2 separate regions of the Mus musculus genome follow, and region 2 is linked to region 1. A link is a contact called in public HiCAR-type data. All regions are on one chromosome and are shown on one strand. Each heading gives the region's core, a stretch centred on a gene start, on an enhancer-like site or on the middle of the called end of the contact. The rest is flanking DNA. Distances are from core to core; before and after follow the strand shown.

Region 1 (5,568 bases), core at 2,129-4,628:
TCTGCTCTCTCTTTCAATTGGTATTTTACAAAACCTCCTTAATCCCTGAATCCAATCTGTTCTTGCTCACTGACCTTGGAAAGATATGATGTATGGCATGTACTTCTCTGAGGATTTACAAACCAGTTGCACAATTGTGGTTTTACAAATGAAGTAATTTAACACTACTCCTGATAACAATCTTACTTAGATATTTTTCGTATACAGTTACCAACAGCTTAGGCCAAAGCCCACGTAAAACAAGAAGGATTTCCGAAGGCAACTGACTGGTTTAAAATCATATTTGGATAAAACCGATCATTTTCCTGAACGCTGTCACCATCTTTCTTCCTTCCTTACCCAAGACTCTTCCCTGATCTCTTCCTGTACTGTTCTGGGTCTTAACTCTATTGATCTGCTTAAAGGGGAAGATGTAACAGTGTTGTGTAACAGTTTCCTCCAAGATTAAAACATTCTATCCTGCAGGGAGCTCCTTAAACAGGAAGGTAAATAACTCAAAATAGCTTTAGGAAGTCCCTGAAACTGACCAGATTCACTAAGCCCCTCCCTGCTAGCATGAGCAATAAAGAAGCAAAAGAGCCAAGCTTCTGAGAAGACTTGCAGTCCAGACCAGGGGTCTGGAAGAAGTAGAGACCAGCCAAGCTGGCTGGAACAGGTTTAGACCATCTAAGGCACCTTCAAAGGACGTTCTCAACCTATTGAGCTACCTCCACCCTGTGCAGTGTACTCCAGGTTCCCAGTGTGTGTGAGTTGTCACTCATGCTATGGTGGGCTTTGGTGATGCAATGGTCTCTTAGTCACTTCTACTCCTATAAGTAACCCCTCACCCATATTGGTGTCTGTCATTCCAATAAAACTCATAGATTCACTAAATTGGAATTTGGTGTTATCAGTACATTAGTCTGTCATGGGTTCCCTGTCTGGAATGAGAAGATGTGTGTGCTATGTCTCCCTAGGAAAAGTTTTGTCACAGAACAAGCAGAAAAATGTCCCTTTACCTGGTAAGAATGTCCTTTATTTAATTGGGGGGGGGGGCGGTCCATCCCTAAGAAGCTGCATGAGTCATAGTTAAGGTTTTCCCAGTGTTGGGAAGACCATCGTGGCTTTTTAAATGAATTTATAGGATTGCTACCAAGGGCTATAGATAAGGTGGCTCAATAACAGGAATTTACCTCCCATAGTTCTGGAGGCCTGAAGTCAAGATCAAAGTCTTTCTGGCTTCTGAGGCTGGGGCTGACTTCTTGCTAAGTCCTCAAATGGCCTTCCATGCCCTAGTCTCTTCATAGTCTCCAGTCATACTGGATTAGGACCTACTCAACTTGACCTTAGACTACTCACACAGCCTCATTTTAGCTTCATTACATTGGATACTATCCTTCCTAGAAATGTGGGTCATATTCTCAGGTATTGGGGATTGGTTCTTTATGAACTGGGACATACAGGTATAAGTCAACTTTCTATCTGTCATACAGAGCTATTAATGAAAGTAAGAGAATAGTTAGGAAACATCATAAGCACAGTTACATCTCACACAAGAGAGGGCAGTTGTCAGTTTTTAAATTAGGTCAATGTTCAATCATCCCGAGAATTAGCTGCATGTATGCCCTGTGATGGTTCTAGGAGAGGTGAAAGGAGGAGCCCCTTTGAAAGATCTAAATCTCAGCTGAAGGCAGAATTTCAATGGTTAGAGAGTCCAGTTTTATTTGGACAAAGTTGTACAAGGATTGGAAGGGCTCTCTTAATTCCAACTGTGTTAGGAAAAAGGGGAGGGGGATTCATTTCACCGAGTATCATTCAGTTGCAAAAGTATAAGAAGATATTTTTTTCCCCCTTAGGAATGGCCAGAATCCAAGCTAGGAGACTGGTGAACCGGATGTGTTCATAGCCTCTAATATTTTGGCAAAGAATGTGACTGCTCCCCGAGGGTGACTAAAGAACTTGCCTGAGGTTAAATTTAAGAGAAAGTGACTAATTTTTTTGCAGAGAATATTTCAAAGAGGGGGCACGCGGCAGCAGTCTGGGTGTTTGGTGGCAGGGAAGAGGCAGAAGATAAGACAAATGGGTCGGATAGATTCCTGCTGTGCCATGAAAAAGGGGGACTAAACAGCTTAAGATAATTTGTGAATTGAGCTCACCCGATAGTAGTGGGTTAGAGAATGGCATAAAGAGAAGGAAATGCCGTATTGGAGACTGCATCTGCCAACAAGCAGCTGGAAAGTGTATGTGTGCTCTGGGGAGAGTACAGTACTCCTGTGATCGCACCCAACAGTGGAAGCGTAAACAGGGGGCTTCCAATTAAGGCTGGACTGTGAGTTACAGGAGCGGCCAGTTGCAAGACAGTAACAAGATAATAATGAACATCTTAATGTCTTATACTCGGAAATCTTGTTTAAAGTCACACAAGAAAAGGAATCTGATAAGGGTTAATTACTGGAAATGTGACAGGGGCTTTTGTAGTTTGTGGAGGGGAGAAGGAAGAATGTATTTGTGTACTTTACTAACTACGGCAAAAGCAGTAGAGAACAGTAGATATTTTTTAAAAACCCACATAATAGGAAAAGAAGTCACCACCCTTCAAGCTTTGGTCATATTTATAACGCACCATAGTGTTCAAATTCTGTGTGGTGTGTGCGTGTGTTTGTTGGGAGGGAGTGATCTAACACAGGAACCAAACGTGGATCACAGGTGAAGCACTTCCCTACCACAAGCATGGGCTAGAATTTGACCCCCTCCCCCAGCATGGTAGTATATGTCTTTAATATGTGAATTCTGGAGGCAGATGTAGGTGGATCTCTGAATTGGTAGCCAAACTGGTCTACATAAGGAGTTCTAGGCTATCAAGATTCAAATAAAAGTAGAAAATAGAAATAAGAATAGAAAAATTAAAATAGAAAAAAAAGGGGGGGGGGCATCGACAATTCTAGGGAGAGTCTAACCGAGAGAAACCACAACATCTGGCCTGTAAATGACAGGAAGGTAAAGCACTCTGGAGCCATCCCCAGATGTTGGAATATCCACACATCACATTGTTGGATACTAGCTCAGCATTTCAGGTCTTGTCTAAGGCTAATTAATAAAGCAGTCACCCAGCCCGGGTTCTCTGAGTGTTTTGATATAGTCAGGCCATATGCAGAAACCCACAGAAAGCTCACACCCCCTGGAGGAGCCTGCTGCTGCTAGTGCACTAAACTGGCAAAACAAACAAACAAACAAACAAACAAACAAACAAAACCCCACTCAGGACAGCTCAGCTGTGCTGCGAGAGACCACTCGTCACCACCAGCCGTCCCGTAGGACGTCCCGCCCCCACCTTATGCAGGAGCAGCTGACTGGAGGATCCCGAGAGGGGCACGCGGCGCAGCCAATCGGAAGGGCGTGCCTTGCCCTGCCTCGCGGTTGACCTTGAGTCATGTAGCCGGCTACTGTCGCGGTGCCGGCGCGTCTGCAGCGGAGCTAGATGCAGGCGGTACCTGGGACATGTCCTCGCTCGGGGACCAGCGTCCCGCGGCAGGGGAGCAGCCGGGAGCTAGACTGCACGTGCGGGCGACAGGAGGCGCGCTGCTACTTTGCCTGCTGGCGGTGCTGCTAGGCTGGGTTTGGCTGCGGCGGCAACGCGCCTGCGGCATCCCTCCGGGGCCCAAGCCTCGGCCACTCGTGGGTAACTTCGGGCACTTGCTGGTGCCGCGCTTTCTACGACCGCAGTTCTGGCTGGGCTCGGGCAGCCAGACGGACACGGTGGGCCAGCATGTGTACCTGGCCAGGATGGCCCGTGTCTATGGCAACATCTTCAGCTTCTTCATCGGCCACCGTCTGGTGGTGGTCCTCAGCGACTTCCACAGCGTGCGCGAGGCGCTAGTGCAGCAGGCTGAAGTGTTCAGTGACCGCCCGCGGATGCCGCTCATCTCCATCATGACCAAGGAGAAGGGTGAGCGCGCCGCGGGCTCAGGATCCCCAGGCGGCAGGACCTGCGTCATGACCAGCATAGGGGATAGAGGACGGAGGCGTGGCTTTCTAGTGTGCGATTAAAGTGGGAGACACACTGGAAAGTGAGGGAGGTGTGGGCACCAAACTGTAAAATAAGGACCACCCACCCCGGAAGCCTTCCTTTGTCCCAAGTGAGGCCTTCTCACGCATAGGTCTGATCTCAACGTTTCTAAACATTGGCTGTGTTAGGAAAAGGGGGAGGGGGATTCATTTCACCGAGTATCATTCAGTTGCAAAAGTATAAGAAGATATTTTTTTCCCCCTTAGGAATGGCCAGAATCCAAGCTAGGAGACTGGTGAACCGGATGTGTTCATAGCCTCTAATATTTTGGCAAAGAATGTGGCTGCTCCCCGCGGGTGACTAAAGAACTTGCCTGAGGTTAAATTTAAGAGAAAGTGACTAATTTTTTTGAGAGAATATTTCAAGATAGCCAGTCTGTTCCCAGAGCCCGTGTATATCTCCCTCGGCAGACACAGGGTCTCGATCTCCTATTCTCCAGCCACCTGTCAATCCTGTGTTCTGTCTTCAGACACTGAAGTACAAGACTGAATCCATTGTGGGTGGCATATATATGCTTCGGTTCAGGAGAGTGGCCCCCTGACTTCATACTTTGATATCCCCTCCCTCACCCCATTTCTAATTTTGCCTTGGAAACTCCCCATGTAAGGCCTCAGAAAGCTCTGGAATTGGAGGCACCTGTAATGGGGAGGGCAGGTGTGAGCACTGGGCTGGAGCACGGAGAGCTTGACTGCTATATCAAGGGTAGTTAGTTCTTGTTCCTAAGGCCACTCCAGCCTCTGCAGAAAACAGAAGTTGGATGCGCTGAATTGCGTGCACCTTAGTGGCCTCTTGGCTAGAGTTGGGTTCAAGATGAAGGGTGTATGACAGCCACTGTGTAAGATGCTTCTGATTTAAGACAGGGATCTGTAAACGTTCACTCTGAATGAAATTTAGAGTAAGGATACACAACTAATCTGGCCACTGGTGAAGGAAGACCAGGAAATCTCTCTTGGCTTAAACCTCCAGCGTTCTGCCCTCTCTTCATCTGATTTAAGTGACAACTCAAGTTTATAGCCATCGGCCACAGTAAACAGACTACCAGTGTTCTGGGTCGTGTTCAGACCCCAAGGCAGGAGAATCACCTTGGCATTCTGGCTACCAGCCTAGCAGCGAGCTGATTCAGTAAGAGGCAGTCGACAGAGTAAGGCCGAGAGTGACAGATCGGGACACATGGAGGCCCTTCTCTGGCCTCCTCATGCACCTGCCTATGGGTTATACACCCTCAACCCCACCCCAGTTATCTATATGAAAAAAAATGTATTTTTATCTCACTGGAATTATAGGTAAGTCATAGAGAATTAATTAAAAATGAAGAAAATAAAAAATCTGGGGCCTGGAGAAATGGCTCATGTGATTGAGAGCATTTGCTATTCGTCCAGAGGGCCTAGGTTCAGTTCCCAGCATCCACAAGGCCCTGCCTAACTTTCTGTAACTCCAGTTCTGGGGGATCCAGCAGACTCTTCTGGTCTCTGTAGGCACCAGGCACACATATAGTACACATACATACATTCAGATAAAACATG
Region 2 (5,568 bases), core at 1,561-4,060, 2.2 Mb before region 1:
ATAATCCTCGGAGGATTCCAAAGCTGGCTTCTAGGGGCACTGTAGACACTGGTGAGGCTTCAGAGGCTGCCCCTGCTAAACTTTAACTCTGACAATGACTCTGGTTTTGAGGAAGTCCTCAACAGGAATAGTATGGCTATTTTAGCTCTGGTCACTAGCTGGCAGTTTTGGATTTCCACAGGAACTCAACAGACTCTTGGCAGTGCTTGGTAAACAAATAGAAACGAGCCTGGAGAGATGGCTCCGAGGTTAAGAAAGAGCACTTGTTCTTGCAGAGGACCTAGTCTTAGTTCCCAGCACCCACACAGCAGCTCAAAATCATCTGTAACTGACTCCCACTCCTTGACCTCCTGGGCACCAGGCCAACACACAGTACACAGATATACACACCAGCAAAACACTCATACAAATAAACTAATTAATTAATAATCATAATTTTTTTAAAAGGCCAGACAAAGCAGGTGAACAAGGCAAGCTGATTTCTATTGAGTCTGTATTGGCTAGTTTTGTGTCAACTTAACACAGGCTGGAGTTATCACAGAGAAAGGAGTTTCAGTTGAGGAAATGCCTCCATGAGATCCAGCTGTAAGGCATTTTCTCAATTAGTGATCAAACAGGGAGGTCCCCTTGTGGGTGGTGCCATCTCTGGGCTGGTAGTCTTGGTTCTATAAGAGAGCAGGTTGAGCAAGCCAGGGGAAGCAAGCCAGTAAAGAACATCCCTCCATGGCCTCTGCATCAGCTCCTGCTTCCTGGCCTGCTTGAGTTTCAGTCCTGACTTCCTTTAGTGATGAACAGCAATGTGGAAGTGTGAGTTGAATAAACCCTTTCCTCCCCAACTTGCTTCTTGGTCATGATGTTTGTGCAGGAATAGAAACCCTGACTAAGACAGAGTCTAAGCCAACTGGTCTACATAGTTTCAGATGAACCAGTGCCACACAGTGAGACCCAGCCTCAAAAAGAAAAAAAAAATAATTTAAAAATAAGGTGCTGTAGAGCCCAGGTAAATATTTTGATTACTGATTTGTGAGATCACACCTTGGTAACTGTTTCTAAATGGAAGAAACATTGTTTCCTTAGAACTTACTTTAGGCAATCTTCTCTGCAACAATGTAACACAGAGTAACAATGTGCCACATAGAGGTCCTGGCCTTTCCTGTGTGAGTACATACATCTATGAGATTTTACAAAGAGGAAGTGTTTACATTTCATGAAATTAAGGGAAAATGTTATGGCTATTTGCTTCTTCTTCTTCCTTCCTTCCTTCCTTCCTTCCTTCCTTCCTTCCTTCCTTCTTCTTCCTCCTCCTCCTCCTTCTTTTCTCTCTCTCTCCTTTCTTTTCCTTCCTTTCTTCTTGAAACAATCTAACTACAATACCCAGCTAAATTCAAACTGTCAGACATCCTACTGCCTCAGACTTCTAAATGCTGTGATTGCAGGTCTGCTCTTTCTTTTCAAAATTTATGTGGTGTGTGTGTGTGTGTGTGTGTGTGTGTGTGTGAGAGAGAGAGAGAGAGAGAGAGAGAGAGAGAGAGAGTTAGAGAGAGAGTTAGTTGGTTCCAGGCCTCATTTCTAAAGAACACCCACCCACACACACACACAAAGAAAGGGTGCATTACAGACAATATAATAGTGTTAAAGTAGACTTAAGGTTGCTGTGAACGCAACCGATCCCACAGAAGAGGTTCCCAGATTACCTATTAAAACGTAACATTCAGTGACTGAAAACTTGAAGACAGGAGGAGGGTGGGTGGATGTGTGAGCACAAATTTCCTAAACTACTGTCTCATGATTCCTATGAATTTGCCTCGATCTCATCTTCAAAAGTTAATAATTACCAAAAGGAACATTTAAAATGTAAGTTTAAAAAACGGAAGTGCCAGCAGAAGAGCTGGTGCGCACAAGCCTTGAACTTCAGGGAAAACTGAGCGCTCTCTGCTTGTTCGGAATTCAGCTTCCCACAAGGCGGTTTCTTCATTACTTTACCGTACGGAGTGGAAATTTGTGCAAAATAGAGGAACTTACGGGGGCGCCTTGAACATTAGAAACTGCTGGCTTAATTCTTTCGAGTGACAAGCAGGGGCTCGGTGACACCGCTCCTCTGGGCTCTGCGAGACAGCACCCCCTGCGCGGCCCACGTGGCCAAAGTAAACAGAAGGTGGGCCTGGGCGGGGAGAGCCCCGGCGCCGCCGGATTGCTGCAGAGTGGAGACTTTAGCGCCCAGGCCCCTCTAGCTCTCCCGGCACGGCCTTTGGGGAAATGGGGAGCGGCTTGGCTGGGCGACAGGGAAGGGGGTGGCAGGGTGTGGGGGCGAGTGGGGAGACGACTGGTGAGGTGCTGGCAGCGGGAGCGCGGGGAGCCAGGGGCCCCTGGAGCGCGCAGGAGGGCGCAGAGTTTCCAAGTGCCTACGCGGCCCCCGCGGGAGACAGAGGCGCGGAGGCCGCCCACGCGTGGGTGTGCGGCCGGCGGCACCCGGGGCTCAGGAAAGGCCGGGGAGGAGCCGAGCAGAGGAGGTCCCCTAGCCCCCCGCGAGGGAGTGAGCGCGCAGCCGGGACTCGCCGCGCCCCCGCGAGGGAGCGAGCGCACGGCCCCGGGTCCCGCCGCGTCCCCGCGAGGGAGCGAACGCACGGCCCCGGGTCCCGCCGCGCCTCCGCGAGGGAGCGAGCACACGGCCCCGGGTCCCGCCGCGTCCCCGCGAGGGAGCGAGCGCACGGCCCCGGGTCCCGCCGCGCCTCCGCGAGGGAGCGAGCGCACGGCCCGCTCCCGCGCTCGCGCCCGCTCCGCTCGCATGCCAGTCACGTCCGCCCCCTCGGCGGCCGCCTGAGAGCCGGCCCCGCCGAGCCTAGAGAACAGACGTCAAACTGCCTTATGAATATTGATGCGGAGGCGAGGCTGCTTTCGTAGAGGAGCAGAAGGAAGCAAGATGGCTGCCCTGTAGGATTTGTTAGAAAGGAGACCCGGCTGCGACGGCGGTGGACTGCGAGGCTGAGGGACCAGAACCAGGTCAGAGCGCTGAGGTCCGCGCCTGTCTCTCTCTCTCTCTCTTTCTTTCCTCGCTCTTGACGGCTGCGGAATGGTCCCTTTCCAATCTCCCTCTCTTTCTCTCGGCCTTGCGGGGACTGTCATGTCACCCACAAATACTAAGAGGGAAGAGGGAAGCCTCACAAATTACAGGAGCTTCTTCAACATGGCTGACAAATATAGTTTTAATTCAGCACCCCCTTCTCCTGCGACCTGCACTTCTGTGGTCCCTTCTTCCTGCTAATGCGTGTCTCCCCTCTGTACCCAGAAAACTTACCTTTGTACCTCCCACCAGCCGCTCTTCTGGCCTTTTAGTCTCAGGAAAGTGAGTGTTTTCTTGGGGCTGCCTTCCTGAAAGAGTTCATCTTTGGGGACCACCACTTTCTCTTTTGATCCTCCTCTCCCCTGTTCTTAGTATAAGTCCAGGGAGCCCCTAGTTCATCCTCAGACACCCCGGAAAGAACACTGACCCGGTGTGTTTGACTCTTTTATCTCCAGTAGTGCTTGTTTGGGTCCTGTTCTGGGTTTGTGTCTCTGGCTTCCAACACGTTTGTCCCCTCGTGGACTACACTAGACAGATGTCACAGTGTGTAGATTCAGGATCCACTACGTGGAGGGCTTTTTTTTTTTTTTCCATTCTTTCTTTTTTTCTCTTGAGTCCTCGCGTTTTGTTATTGGCGCTAAGTGAGAGGGGAAAGAATAGTTTCTCTGCTCCCTGAAACAAGACCAGAACCCACTTTTCTCAAGGTTCACAAGCTCAGAGTGGGCTGTGCCTTCCAGTTTGGGAAATGTGTGTAAGAGAATCTGTGCAAATCTGTGTGTTGGCTTTGTGCTGCCCCCGAATCAGCTCGTTCTGTTCCCCTTAAGTGACAGGCACACACAAAGGCAGGCGCAGGCCGGGGGAGGGGGCGGGCGAAGCGTTTGGAGTTGGAGAAGGCAAGGTCAGGGGCGCCCGAAGAAATGAAACCCAATCCCAGAGAAGATCTCTAACAAGTCCCATCCCAAATTTCCTTCACTCTGGCACTCACTCTTTTATTTGGTCGTTCACAAACACCCCTCCTCACTCTTCACTCAGAGCTTGACTCTCTTCCCTAGACCTGCTTGCTAACTGTTAGAAAGCTTATAGGGTTTCTTCTATGGAGAGTTTTCTACGTTTGGCGAAACCAAGTGAGGCCTGGCCAGACTCTTGAGAAGGTCCTGTTAAAAGACATGATACTTGCTTGTTAATGGCTTAATTGATAGATTTTGTTTGCTTTGAGCAATTTTTGGAATAGAATTAGGTTTGTTTGTTTGTTTGTTTTGTTGTTTTTCCCAAGTTGTTTGCTTAAAATTTAGCAAAATGTTGTGGTGTTTGTCTATCTGGGGAGCAGAATAAATCTGTAGATTTAAAAATCACAAGTCACATACTGTACTTTGCTCTAATTAGGATTATAATGCTAAAATTCATACTCAGAATTCATCAGCAAAGAACCATCATAAGGATAAGATTACATGTACGGGAAGTTGGGATTCACAGAGAAAATATATTGGTTTGGTTTAAGACTGTGGGTATTGTAGCCTAGCTAATGAAATCATTACATTTGCATTTTAATGGAAAGTTGAAATACTGAAGAGGAGTTGCATTCTTCTCCATGTCTGTATGTGTGTTTTATAATGTGTTTTGAGTACAATATAAATTACAACATAATAAATATTATTTTTAAAAATTTTATTAAGCAGAACAGTGTTTGTGAAAGATTGGGGCTTAAACTTAAGATCAGTATGGGTTGATCTGATTACAGGGTAGAGGGAAAGGCATGTCACTGCATAAATCAAGTTTCCAAACCCTTAGGAGTTCACTTTACAAGTCTTTCTGATTTGGTTCTCAGAAATGAGAACTGTGGCTAAGTTTGCTTAAGGCTGGGTACTAGGGACTCATTCACATGACCAGAGGGTAAAACATTACTCATCCCTGAACAGAGCAGTTCATTGGCTCTGACTTGCCCTGAAGTGGTAGAGGAAACAGAGCTTTTTTTCCCCCCTCCCATAAATGTCTATTGTTGGTTGAGAAAACTGTGGTCAACTATTCCAGCAATCTAGAATTAAAAATAAGTAATTTGTTTCACTAGTAGACCAGTGTGTCATGACTTCTTTGTGGGGAACTTTTCAGATTCATGATATGCCCTCAAACTACACAAAAGTGTTTTCCATTCCAATCAATAAGAATGCTTAAGTTGGCTTATTTTTTATGTTATCATAGAGGCCTACTCTTTCTTGCAGTGAAGTTTGATTCTTATTGCTTGGTGCATTTTAGTTTTGTGCTGAAAACAGCTGTAATATTACTTTAAGGGTCTCAGGGAAATTTTGTACATCATTGAACACTCTGAATAAAAAGAAACACTTTCTCATTTCTTAGAGAAATTATTTAAACAAACATGGGATGGGGAGTCTACAGTAGCCTTTCATTTACTATGTGTGTTAAAGTTCCACCTAAGTATTCCAAAAGTTCTTAAGAGTTGTTTTAGTTGATTTTACTTCAGAAAAAAACTATTAAAACAGTAACAAGATTGG

What was found. HiCAR-type assays count read pairs that join an accessible place to other places.
Region 2: a contact with region 1 is called in a HiCAR-type map of astrocytes, with 4 times the contacts expected there. The contact joins the promoter of Tet2 here to the promoter of Cyp2u1 in region 1. A contact is called at or near these places in 1 of 39 promoter capture datasets (liver) and 1 of 115 datasets of contacts at active chromatin or transcription factors (astrocytes).

Annotation. Positions count from the first base shown.
Region 1 is chr3:131,301,037-131,306,604 of GRCm38.p6, reverse strand. It overlaps Cyp2u1 (cytochrome P450, family 2, subfamily u, polypeptide 1), which reads left to right and starts at 3,378. Exons shown (of 5, transcript NM_027816.3): 1 at 3,378-3,925. The coding sequence starts at 3,478.
Region 2 is chr3:133,541,632-133,547,199 of GRCm38.p6, reverse strand. Tet2 (tet methylcytosine dioxygenase 2) reads left to right here and starts at 2,810. Exons shown (of 11, transcript NM_001040400.2): 1 at 2,810-3,000.